Regions from separate parts of the Mus musculus genome. Here region 1 is linked to region 2. A link is a contact called in public Hi-C data. All regions are on one chromosome and are shown on one strand. The core of a region is the stretch at or near the end of the contact, and the rest is flanking DNA. Distances in the headings are between cores, read along the strand shown. Region 1 overlaps Fam163a (family with sequence similarity 163, member A). Region 2 overlaps Fam163a (family with sequence similarity 163, member A).

Region 1 (5,778 bases), core at 2,460-4,959, 75 kb before region 2:
TAAGACACTACTAACCCAAGAACTAGAAGAGAGATGGACACAAAAGGTTTCAGAATCGGGGGACCAGGATTCTAATAGTATGAGAGTATTGAAGTCCAAGGAGGAGGCACTAATCCAGCCTGAGGGGAGAGAAGAATCAGAGACTGACTCTGATTTTCAAAAACCATTTAACCTAGTGAGTGGACACGCCAGGCCCAGTGCAGCCTTGCAAAGACTCGAAGGATGCATACAGAAGTGTAACACCAGGGCAAGGACAAGGAGAGCAGAGGCTGGAAACACTGACAAGAGCCAGATCAGGACAGTAGAGGTAACACAGGGCTTCAGGAACAGCTCATAGCAGATGGCAGAGGAGGCAGACAGAAGGAGCAGGGGTTCCAGTGCCAGGAGCGCCTTACATTCTCTAACTGCACAATCACTCTCAGAGCTCCTATTTTAGATGTCCTACAAGGATCCCCACTCTACTTCTGGCATATCAAGCAACATTTACTATAGAGAAATCTTAATTCTGGCAAGAGATCACATCCAAAGACTTTCTAGGTCTGTGTAATTTGGCTGGAATACAAACATGTTTTTAATCCCAGGAGACAGAGGCAAACATCTCTGAGTTCAAGGCCAACCTGGTATAGAGCAAGTTTCAGGAAGAGAAAAGCTTAGGTCCAGGTACAGTGGTCTAATCCCAGCACTCAGGAGACAAGAGATGTGCTCTGTCTCTGAGTTCTAGTCAGTTCTGTTCAGTCAGTTTGTGGAATTCAGAGGCAGTTTTACCAGGAGAGTTTTACAGAGATAGGTTGGAGAAAGAACAAGCTAGACACAGGTGAAGACAGAATGGGCCAGAGAATGAACAGATTGCTAGAGTTAGTTTGAGGCCAAGCATGACAATTTGGTGAGAAGTGGAAAGAAGCCAGTTTGAATCAATCAGCTTGGAGAAGAGTTTGAGCCAGAGCAGCTGAGATGAACCAGGCAGCTAGGAACTAGAAAGGGTGAGCTGATTCAGTAAGTCTCAGAGGCGGAATACATTCTAGGCCTAGGTTAGATTGTATAGAGGTTAGAAGCTTCCAGGACTAGGCCTAGGTTAGCAGACAGAGGCAGTAAGCCTCGGAGATGACAATTACATCAGGAAAATAAAAATACTTTTACAATTTACCTCTGCAAATCTGCCATGTTCTTCCATGCCTCGTGCCCTCTCTCCTGCTGCCCCCTAAATCCTAAAGGGAGAGCCCAAGATAGTACACATACTCAAATCAACCTTAAATTAGTCCACTTTCCACGCCATAACAAAATATCTAAGGCAAGGTATTTGTGAAGAGAGGTGTAACTATCTAAGCGTCATGAAGCTGCCTGTGATGAGCCCCCCTCCCTCTACTGCACCACACCATGGTTGGAAAACCTGCAAGCGGGGGAAGTTGCATGGCAAAACAGAAAGCCAAAGAGGGACCCTAAGTGGGTCACTGGATCAGTGTTCTTGTTGCTATGACAAAATGCCTGACGAGAGAAACTTAAAGAAGGAAGGTTTCTTTTGGCTCACAGTTTGAGGGTGCAGCCCCACATGGCAGGGAAGAGATGGTAGCAGGAACCAGAAGCAGCTGGTCACCGTAGGAAGCAGAGAGCAATGTGATGTCCTGTTAGCATCCTTTTTTTGTAGTCTAGGACACCCACCCATGGAATGGGGCTGCCCACAGTTAGAGTGGGTCTTCCCACCTCAATTAATCTGATGTAGTTAATTCCTCACAGACAGGGCAAGCTCGGAGACTTGTTTCTGGTGACTTCAGATCCTGTCAGATTAACAATCAGTATTAACCAGCACAGTCATGTTTGTTATTTTGTTTTGAGATGGGGGGAGGGAAGAATGCAGGGGTTGGGGGGGGTGTCCCGTAGCTCAGGCTGACTTCAAGCTTGTTATGTAGCCGAAGATGTCCTTGAGTTTCTGCTCTTCCATCCTCTCCACTTTGCTAGTAGATTACAGTAGCACACCACCACGTTCGGTTTATGTGATACTAGGAATTAAACCTAGGGCTTTAAGGATGCTAGGCAAGCATCCTGCCTCCTGAGCTACACCACCAACCACAGTTGCTCATGCATAAAAACCTCCTTTGTGAATAAACCAGGGTCTCACAAAACTATTTCGGCTCCCTTTAGGTTTTTGATCCTTTGGTCTTATGTAGCCCAAGCTGGCCTTGAACCTGCTATGTAACCGAGGAAGACGTTCAAATCCTGATCCTCCTGTCTCTACTTTCCAGGGTCTGGAATTACAGTATGCACCATCATGCCTACCCTTCAATTTCTTTTAAGGGCAGATACCTCAGTGACCAAATTACTTCCTGCTACCCCCAACTCGTTAAAGCTTCTGACATTCCCACCCTTGGGGTCAAAATTCTAATACTTGAATTCTTTAGGGACATACCTAAGCCAAATCTAAACCATGCAAGTATCCGCTGAAATGCTTAATAATAGAAGGTTTCTATAGTAAGCTAGCCACCACTTAAAGTGATGTAGAAACTGAGTTAACATGATATGTTGTTAAATTTTAAAACATCAGGTACATAGTATAGTCTGCATTTGAGTAGGTGTGGTACATCTGGGTGGACAGGATTAAAATAGCAGCCACACTTATCTACAGTGGGCAGATTGCTAAGGGATTTCAGACCTAATCTTTTGACTTGTATCATTTAAATTATCAAACACACAGTTGGTATATTATGATCAACCCCCCACCTCCCCATCAAAGCGGCTTGGCACAGTGCGGAGAAGCACTTGACCTCTGGCTGGTTCCTGTGACTGCACGTTGTTGACACAGCAGTATTTCTGCCCAGGAGGACTGCAAGCGAGACTAATTCATTAAGTGCTTCCAGTCCTGAAGATGACAGGAGCCAGGAAAACATAAAGTCTCGTTACTCTGACAGCCGGTAGCCTTGATGTCTGCGTGTTTATTTATTAACTGGACTGCACGGATCCGTTCTCCCACAAGCACTGTAGCTGACCTTGACACAGATCTCATTCTCATAGAAGATGGAAATCACAAGAACACTGTCCTAGGAAGGGACGTGAACTTGAATGACAGTCGGCCAGGGCTACTGTAAGGTAGTAAGAGATGAGAATGTTGAGGGATTTGGCTCTCGCTCGCTCTCTCTCTCTCTCTCTCTCTCTCTCTTTCTGTGTGTGTGTTTCTGTGTGTCTGTGTGTCCGTGTGTGTGCAAATATTAGGCATAATATACAAAGTGTTCCATATATACACTTCCCCTTTTAAGTCATAACAATTCTGTGATGAGGTCTTCCCATTTTAAAGCTGCTGGAACTGGGATTTGGAGAGAGTGAATAATTAGCTAACAGCAGAAGTTAAATTTTAGTTTGGCTAATTCCAAATTCCACCCCTCTGCTTCCCTTTTTAATAGGCTGCTGTTACAAGCAGGGAATTTTAAAGCTTGGGAAAAACATTCTATTGATTTTGGCTTAGAAGGTTCCCGGCAGGAAGTAGATGCCAGATGCTCTCAGTTCAATGGATGGATGAATGAATGAACAAAAGAAAGAAAATTCTAAAAGGTCATGTAATCAGATCAAGGCAGGGAGAAATAATCCTGTTAGGAGCCCATCTCAGAAATAGATGTTACGAATGAATGCAGCAAACGCTCTGCAGTTCTGTTTCCCGGCCCATATTTACAAGAGCATGCCTGCAATAGAGTAAACATCAGGAGAGTCACTTTGCTGGGGCTCAGAGAGCTGGATTCTGCTGGGTATGTGGGTCAATCAGTCCTGGTGCAGTTTAGGGGGAAAGAGGTGCTGGCCTGGTTGAGTTCCCAGGCACTGAACTTGATGTCTGCTGTTTGCTAATCAACCACTTGGCCCTGCTGGGTCCTCTCAGTTTATCTGAATCACTTATGGTCTGAGGACAAAGAGAAAAGGAGCCCCAAACATAGATGCTGCCCCTACCACTTGTGAGAGAAATGCTTTCTCTCCCTTTGCCTGTGATGGATCAAGCTGACAGGCTTCCCCCGGCTCAGATGAAGAGCTGTTTTTCTCCATGTGTGTGCTGTCAGCTCTAGGAACGCTCAACACTGGTTATTGGGTCAGCAAGCAGAAATGGAGAGAAGCTTTGTTCGCCCCCTCTTTCCTTGGGCATCTTCTTGGCTGTGCACAGTAAAGGCTCATATACACCTCTCCCCAGCTCAGAACAGGAGGGAAGCCATTGGACCCCAGACCACTGTGGGGGACACAACAGAAATACTTCAAGGTATTTATCATCCAGGAGTTCGGAGCGTAGGGGAGGAAACACAATGTTCCCTGTAGTCTCTGTAGCTCTTAGCCGGGACCACTAGGACAAAACAGCTGAGCAAAGAAAACAAGTGCATTTACACCTAGGCCTGATACATACATGATACATGATACATACATGATACATGATACATACATGATACATGATACATGATACATGATACATGATACATGATACATGAGAGGAACCAAAGGCAGCCAGGGGTTTAGGTTTCAGGTTCCCATGTCATCCTCAGCTGAAGACTGAGACGTGTGTAGGGGAAGCACTTTTGGAGAAAGCACTGGCATAAAGCATGCATGTGTGTTGTACCCACAAGTGTGTACATGTATGGGCATGTGTAAAAGACTAAGAAGGATTCTGGGTGTCCTTCTCGATCATTCTCTGATCATTCTCTGGCTTTCTCGCTGAACCAGAAGAAGCAAGGCTGGCAGTCAGGGCGACCTAGTCATTATCCTACCTGCCCACCCACACCAGCACTGTGTTTACAGGTGTGCATGTGGCCACAACCAACCTTTTACGTGGGTGCAAGAATTTAAACCTAGGTCCTCACGCTCGTACATCAAGTATTCTTGCCACCAAGCTGTCTCCCCAGCTCACAACCCTTATTAAGTGAATTTAAACGGACACTTTCTCAGTTGTGTTTGTTTGTTTGTTTGTTTGTTTGTTGTTCTTTTTGGCAATACTGGGGACTAAGTCCAAGGCTTTATGCATGCTAAGCAAGTGCTCTATCGATGAGCTGCACCCTCGGTGCTTGCGCTAATAAGACTTAACTGAGATGTATTTGGGCTTCTCCACGTACACAAGGAAGACACACTTACAAATGAGCATTTTCCTATTTAAGAAATGAACATTTTCCTCAGAAGAATCATTCATACTGTGTTCTCACAGCTTCTCTTGTGTCTGTTATGTCTCAGAATAATCAGATCAAAACATTCCTTGTGCCAAAAAAAAGGCGTATTTTATGGTGCATATTCTGGTTAGTCTACAATAGTGTCCCAGAAAGAGGGACTAGAACACAAATGAACTTTACAGCTACACAGCAGTGTCATTGAAATGAAGCTTAGGGGCCCTATGCTGACTGGTTCCATTTTCTAGAAAGCAGGGGTTTCAGGGGGTGGGAAGGACGACACTCTGCCTCTATGCCCCTTCTGTTCTAACAACCCTGTAATCACAGCTCTGAAGAGGGCAGAGAATCCCTTAGAGAAGCGTATGTAGTTGGAGAGGAGGTGAGTGGTCTCTGATGCTGGGCTGTAGTAAATCCTGCTTTACAGAGTAGGAAACGGAGGTCAGAGCTACGCCCTCCTTACCAAAACAAACAAATGATAACAGGGAGATCCAAAGTTTTGAACTTGAACTTCAAGATGCCCATCTTCCCTTGGTCCAGGAGAGATACTGCCCTGTGTGTATAGAAGAATATAAATTCCTCCCCTTGTCTCCCTGTCACTTTTTTCCTGGCCCATCTTTGCCAGGAGCATCCAATTTGGATTGAAGAACTGCTTTTGAAAATCATT
Region 2 (5,779 bases), core at 3,043-5,542:
TGCATAAACACATAAGTGAGGTGGCAGCTCTTCCTTGCTGTGGCCATTAGTCAATACAGAGGAGGTGCTAACCGAGACTATCGGTACATACGCTTCTCTGTGTGTGGACACCACGTTGGCATCACTTGAGAACTGAGGAATGCAAAACCTCAAGCCCACCCCAGCAGGCAGGCGATTAGACCCCCATAGCTTGGCTCTAAATCCTCCAGGTGGTCCTGATGCTTGCTGGAGGTTGTGTAACACCTCTGCTGGTGCCTGCCCCAGGACAGTTAGCGCTGACCATCTATGGTTTCTTAGGTTTGCTGAAATGCCTCACCCCTCATGCGAAATCAACTAAGCTTCTTAACGTTGCTTAAACATCTAATACCTCCTATTTATATCAGCCAGACTAGGGCTGTATTCCCAGACTTATACACCAAACGACCAGAATGTTCTTAGCATCTTGGCCGTGAGAAGACAGAGGGCACTTCTTAGTCCTCAAGTGTGTCAAAAAAAAACCCAAGAAGCTGTTATAAGTTTTGATGCTTGGAGATCTCAGAAGAAACGGCATCCTGTGTGTATCACGCAAGACTTTTGGCAACCAAAGTAGAAAGCCATGCATATACTCAGGATGGCTCTTCCAACCGATGGTTTAACAGAGATGCAAGGAAGATTAGTGTTACAGTTGTGTGCAAAGGGGAAATGGGATGCCTGCTTCATGGATATGATGGTGAAGGAAATGTTCAGAATAAAGGGTGAGGGCTGGAACCTGCCACTCTTCAAGCTAGTTTCAGCATAGCCAATGGTACATGCTCTTGATTGGTTGACCGCTCTAACCCCTCCGCCCCGCAACGGGATTCAAATGAGCAGCCTCAAATGAGCAGGCTCCTGGGAACTGGAGTGTGCTTGGACTGTGGGATCTCGGGATGGTCCCTGAGGCAAGAATACCTTTTCTTGGAGTGAATCCATACCTCCAGCTTAGTAGATTCCTCTGGGATTCGTGGAAGGGGAAAGTGAGTGCAGGGAAGAGAAAAATGACTTCTTGCCTTGAGCATGAGTTGTTTCCAGTCGCCTGTGATGCGCACAAATCTGTTTGTTTATGCCGTCAGAGAAGCCGAGAGCCAGCTGCTGCTCCTTCAAGTAGGGACAGCACCTCTCCCGAGCTGACTCCTGCGCTGCCCCAGGGAACACGGAATGAGCTCAGGGCAGGGTGAAACGCGCATCCCGGACAAGGACCAGGCCCCTCTGCTCACGGATATAATCAGCTTTGATGGGCAGAGGCTGGGGCTGTTTTTCCAATTAGAGCTGTTAGAGGATTCTGGCAGGGACAGCATTTGGCTTAATTCAACAGACCCGGGACTCATTGAATTAGTGGATGTAGAAGGGATGAGAAGGGCACTAATGGGAGGGAACCTGGGATAGCAACAGGATAGGGGGAAGGGAGCCCAGAAGGGGTTGGTCAGGAAGTACTCGGTAAGGCCTGGCAGTATGGTCTGGGTCACTAGGCAGGCCAGGTGAAGCAGACATCTTTTGGTACTTGAAAGGTAAAATTGGTGGACATTGTAGGCATCTGGATCCTCAAAGTCCGTGTCCCAACTTCTGGACAGTTTTGGGTACCCTTCTTCCTTCCCCGCCATCTGGCATTTGCTGTTGCGCCCTTTTTCCAGATCCTACAGTTCTAGGTCGCCCCAATGGGCAGCCTTCTGGCTTGAAAAATAAAGAAAGGCAGAGAGCAGACCTTGAAGATTCTGAGTCTGCATCTTCATTTAGCGGGAGAGAAAGCCCTTCATTCCCTAGGAAAGTTTAGGAACTCTTCAAGCCACCTTACCCTTCAGAGGCAATGTCAAAGTTGCAATCCAGCCTCCCACCCCTACGTGTCGCTGTCTCACCATGTTCATAATGATTGTTTTCAGCTTCCATACAGACTTGGGCATTCCTGGAGATTTGCGTTCCTAGCTGCCTGAAACCAACTCATTAAAAAAGCCAGACTTGGTGACCAACGCCTATATTCCTAGCATTCGGAAGGCAGAGGCAGGCCGTCAGAAGGCAGAGGCAGGCGGATCTCTGTGAGTTCAAGGGCAGCCTGTTCTACAAAGCAAATTCCAAAACAGCCAGGGCATAAAAAGAAAGATACACACTTACACACACAGAGGCAGAGAGTCAAAGAGTCAGAGACAGAGAGACAGAGAGAGACAGAGAAAGAGTGTTACAAGGAATCTGGAGAGATGGCTCAGTGGCTAAAGCACTTAACCACAAAAGCATGAAGACCTGAGTCTTCCAAGAACCCATGTAAAGTCGGGGCACAGTAGTTTGTGTCTGTAATCCCAGGGTTTCAACAGCGAGATGTGAAGGTGGAGACAGGAATGTCTAGAAGTCTTATGTACACAGTGATGAATATCAAAGAGACCTTGCCCTCAAACAAGGTAGGTGTTCTGCAAGCCAGATATGCACATACACTGTGGCATACGTGCATGGGCACTCAAAACATACACACACACACACACACACACACACACCACTAAGATTAAATAAATAAATAGAATTGCTAGGGATGTAGCTCAGTGGTGGAGTGTCTGCCTAACCAGAGAGGCCCGGGGCACAATCCCTAGTACAGAGAGAGAGAGACAGAGAGACAGAGACAGAGAAAGAGACAGAGAGAGGAGAATGAGAATTGACTTTGATTCAAAATAGATCCAAACATTTATAATTGTCTTTCCTATACCTCTCAACATCCTGTTGAAATAGTAGAAGGAAATTTTTATTGTTTGTCTAGGAAAAAAGGGGGGAGGGGCTGGTGAGATGGCTCAGTGGTTAAGAGCATTGACTGCTCTTCCAAAGGTCCTGAGTTCAAATTCCAACAACCACATGGTGGCTCACAACCACCCATAATGAGATCTGACGCCCTCTTCTGGTGTGTCTGAAGACAGCTACCGTGTCATCCATCCCTCATCAAGGAAAACTCCCTTTGCAACAGTTGGAGACTACTACAGAAACACAGCCAATCAAAACGCAGAGCTGTGGAACTCAGTCCCAGTGGATATATCCGCTAAGGCTCAGGGAAGTTTGGAAGGGCATGGGGTGTTATTTGTAGGAGTCTGATGATAGGGAATTTGCTGTAAGGTTGTTTCCTTATGATATTAGAAGCTATACCCATAAAAATCTCACCACATGACTTCCCAATGTGTGCTGAACATAGCACCAATGGACATGCCAAGGCAGATGGGGAAAGCCCATGGAACTTAACCCTACACAGGCAACTGAGGGAAGCTGGGGACAGAAGTGGCCTAGTCCAAGGAGAGCACACCAATTGGCTGTCCAGTGCCAAATGATCAGCCCTGAAAACATACATATAAGTAACGTTATACAGGCTGAGCAGATGATGTCCAAGGATATTAATGTGCATACATATACACATATACATGTGGTTATGGGTTTGAAGGTGAGCAGGGAGGGGTATGTGGAAAAGCTTGGAGGAAGAAAAGGGAAAGGAGAAATGTAGTTATAACCTCAAAAAGAAAAAGAAGGGCCGGGCGTGGTGGCGCACGCCTTTAATCCCAGCACTCGGGAGGCAGAGGCAGGCAGATTTCTGAGTTCGAGGCTAGCCTGGTCTGCAAAGTGAGTTCCAGGACAGCCAGAGCTATACAGAGAAACCCTGTCTCGAAGAAAAAAAAAAAAAAAACAATTGGACCTTATGGGCTGGAGAGATGGCTCAGTGGTTAAGAGCACTAACTGCTCTTCCGAAGGTCCTGAGTTCCAATCCCAGAAACCACAAGGTGGCTCACAAACATCCATAATGAGATCTGATGCCCTCTTCTGGGATGTCTGAAGACAGCTACAGTGTACTTAGATATAATAATAAAGAAATCTTAAAAAGAAAAAAACATTTAGCTTCTGAAGAACACACAAAACCAGAAGGAGAAATAAAGAAACATCGACTAGATTGTTTTTACAAGCCAGCCAAAGGGATGTCATGAAGAAGCTAGCCCACAGCTAGATGACACAATGACACATCCCAGTGAGCTGCAGGCTGGGAGCTGCAGGCTTGGGTCTTCCTTTCCTTCCAGGCCCTTTCTTCTTGTGATTATTTTAGCGCACCGACTTAAGAAGTGGCTTTTATACTCCCCGTCTTATCCCTTCAATTCTGTCAAGCACACTGGGCTCTTCTGTTTCCTGGCTACCAGGCAGGTGGTCCCACATGTCAAAGAAAAGCTGCCCAGCCTTAGAAATTGTCCACGCCACGCCACGGTGGGAGGACATATAAATATAGACCAGAAAGAGATTACTCATTTTAAGCCCAGCTTCTCCACCATCATCTTGCTGTGACTCACAGATCAATTAAAGGTGCCGTAATCCAGTATGTCAGGAAAACTGCGCAGAGGGAATGGTTCAAGCCCCCCTCCCCCCCTCCCCACCCCTACCCCCACTCCAAATTCCCCTACCCGCACCCTGCTGGTACACAAGTTACCAACTGCTTGTTTCTAGAAAACCAATTAGGAAACCATAAATTGCAATCAACTAGAAAGGTCACTGCGCAGGCTATAAATACAGGCATTTCTAAACCGGAGTGGAAGCCTGTGCTGAGGTGCCTCCTCCGCCCACATCCTCCAGCCCAGGCTTCCTTTGATAAACTGAAAGAACATTCTGGCCAGGATCAAAGAGGCGCTCCCTGGCTTTCCATTTTACCGTGGACCCTTTCACACGGCCCGGGCAATTCTTAGCTTTCTGGCTACATCGTCTTGAGCTGCCCAGCCCTGACTCCAAAACATTTTCTTCACAGTGCAAGACTTAGAAAACGCTGACAATTACCACAAGGAAATGATCATTTAGAATCCCACCCTTCAAAAACAAAAGTATGTAGGGTGGGGTGGGGTTGTAAATACTTGTAACCTCACACTCAGGAGGCTGAGGCAGGAGGATCACCAGTCTGAGGCCAGCTGGGGCTACTTGGCAAGACTCTTTCTAATGAATAAAACAGAAAGGAGGGAAAAGTTAACACTTTAGGGCATACTCCAGCTATGTGAGTACACACTTGCTTTTCTTCGGGAACACACTTCAAGCTGTCATGTAGCGGTTAGCACTGTTTTGTAACCTGCTGGCTCGGCGGCAGTGGTACCCATATTGATGCTTTGCTGTACTATTCCACATGGACGGTGATACAGTTACCTCCTCCTGCTGCTAGGCATTAGATAACTTCCGATTTTGCCCTCGAATAGAGGGCTGCGGGGAATATTACTGGACTTGACGTTTTCCTGTAGTCATGATCATTTATGATAAATGCTTAAAATGAAATTGCCAAGCCCTTGATCTCTCAAACCGGTTCATGTTGCCAAATTGCCTTCCAGAGAGGTTTACCCTCCTACAGCAGTGCGCTTATGGCCATTTCCCCAGGCCCTTGCCAAAAACTATTAATATACATTTCTAAATCTCAACCAATTTATTGTATTAATCTAAAAAGTCAGGGCTGGGAAGATGGCTGACGTCAGTAGCCTGTTTGCCTACTGACTTGAATCTGAGCTCAGCTCCCCAGAAACCACATAAAAAAGTGAGCTAGTGTGGACCTATGCTAGTGTGGACATTTGAGGAGGTGGGGGAAATCCCTGAGGCATACTGTTCCAGCTAGCCTTGCCAAAAAGTTGACTTCTACATCTAGTAGGAGACCTGACTCAAAAACTAATGTAGAGGGTTGGTAAGATGGCTCAGTGGGTGAGGACTCTTGCTGGCAGGACAGAAGACCTGATCTGATCTCTGGGACCCACTCAGAGTAAACGGACTCCCACAAGTTGTCTACTGACCTTCACAT

What was found. A called contact is a pair of places that touch in the nucleus more often than the background predicts.
Region 1: a Hi-C map of the N1E-115 cell line shows a contact between it and region 2, with 3 times the contacts expected there. The contact joins two enhancer-like sites. A contact is called at or near these places in 2 of 15 datasets of contacts at CTCF or cohesin (the NIH/3T3 cell line and stem cell-derived epiblast-like cells), 20 of 484 Hi-C or Micro-C datasets (CD8 T cells, the G1E-ER4 cell line, the HL-1 cell line and 13 more), 12 of 115 datasets of contacts at active chromatin or transcription factors (CD8 T cells, T-cell acute lymphoblastic leukemia, astrocytes and 6 more) and 1 of 9 other capture datasets (embryonic trunk).

The regions. Positions count from the first base shown.
Region 1 is chr1:156,181,447-156,187,224 of GRCm38.p6, reverse strand. The region is part of intron 1 of Fam163a (family with sequence similarity 163, member A); the gene reads left to right. Among named protein-coding and RNA genes, the nearest start is that of Fam163a, 21 kb to the left of the region's middle. Within about 2 kb of position 3,709, at least 39 of the 459 cell types and tissues checked have an H3K27ac peak or open chromatin away from gene starts, as enhancers often do. A contact at or near this core is called in the N1E-115 cell line, where this site is marked.
Region 2 is chr1:156,107,369-156,113,147 of GRCm38.p6, reverse strand. The region is part of intron 1 of Fam163a (family with sequence similarity 163, member A); the gene reads left to right. Among named protein-coding and RNA genes, the nearest start is that of Tor1aip1, 74 kb to the right of the region's middle. Within about 2 kb of position 4,292, at least 21 of the 459 cell types and tissues checked have an H3K27ac peak or open chromatin away from gene starts, as enhancers often do. A contact at or near this core is called in the N1E-115 cell line, where this site is marked.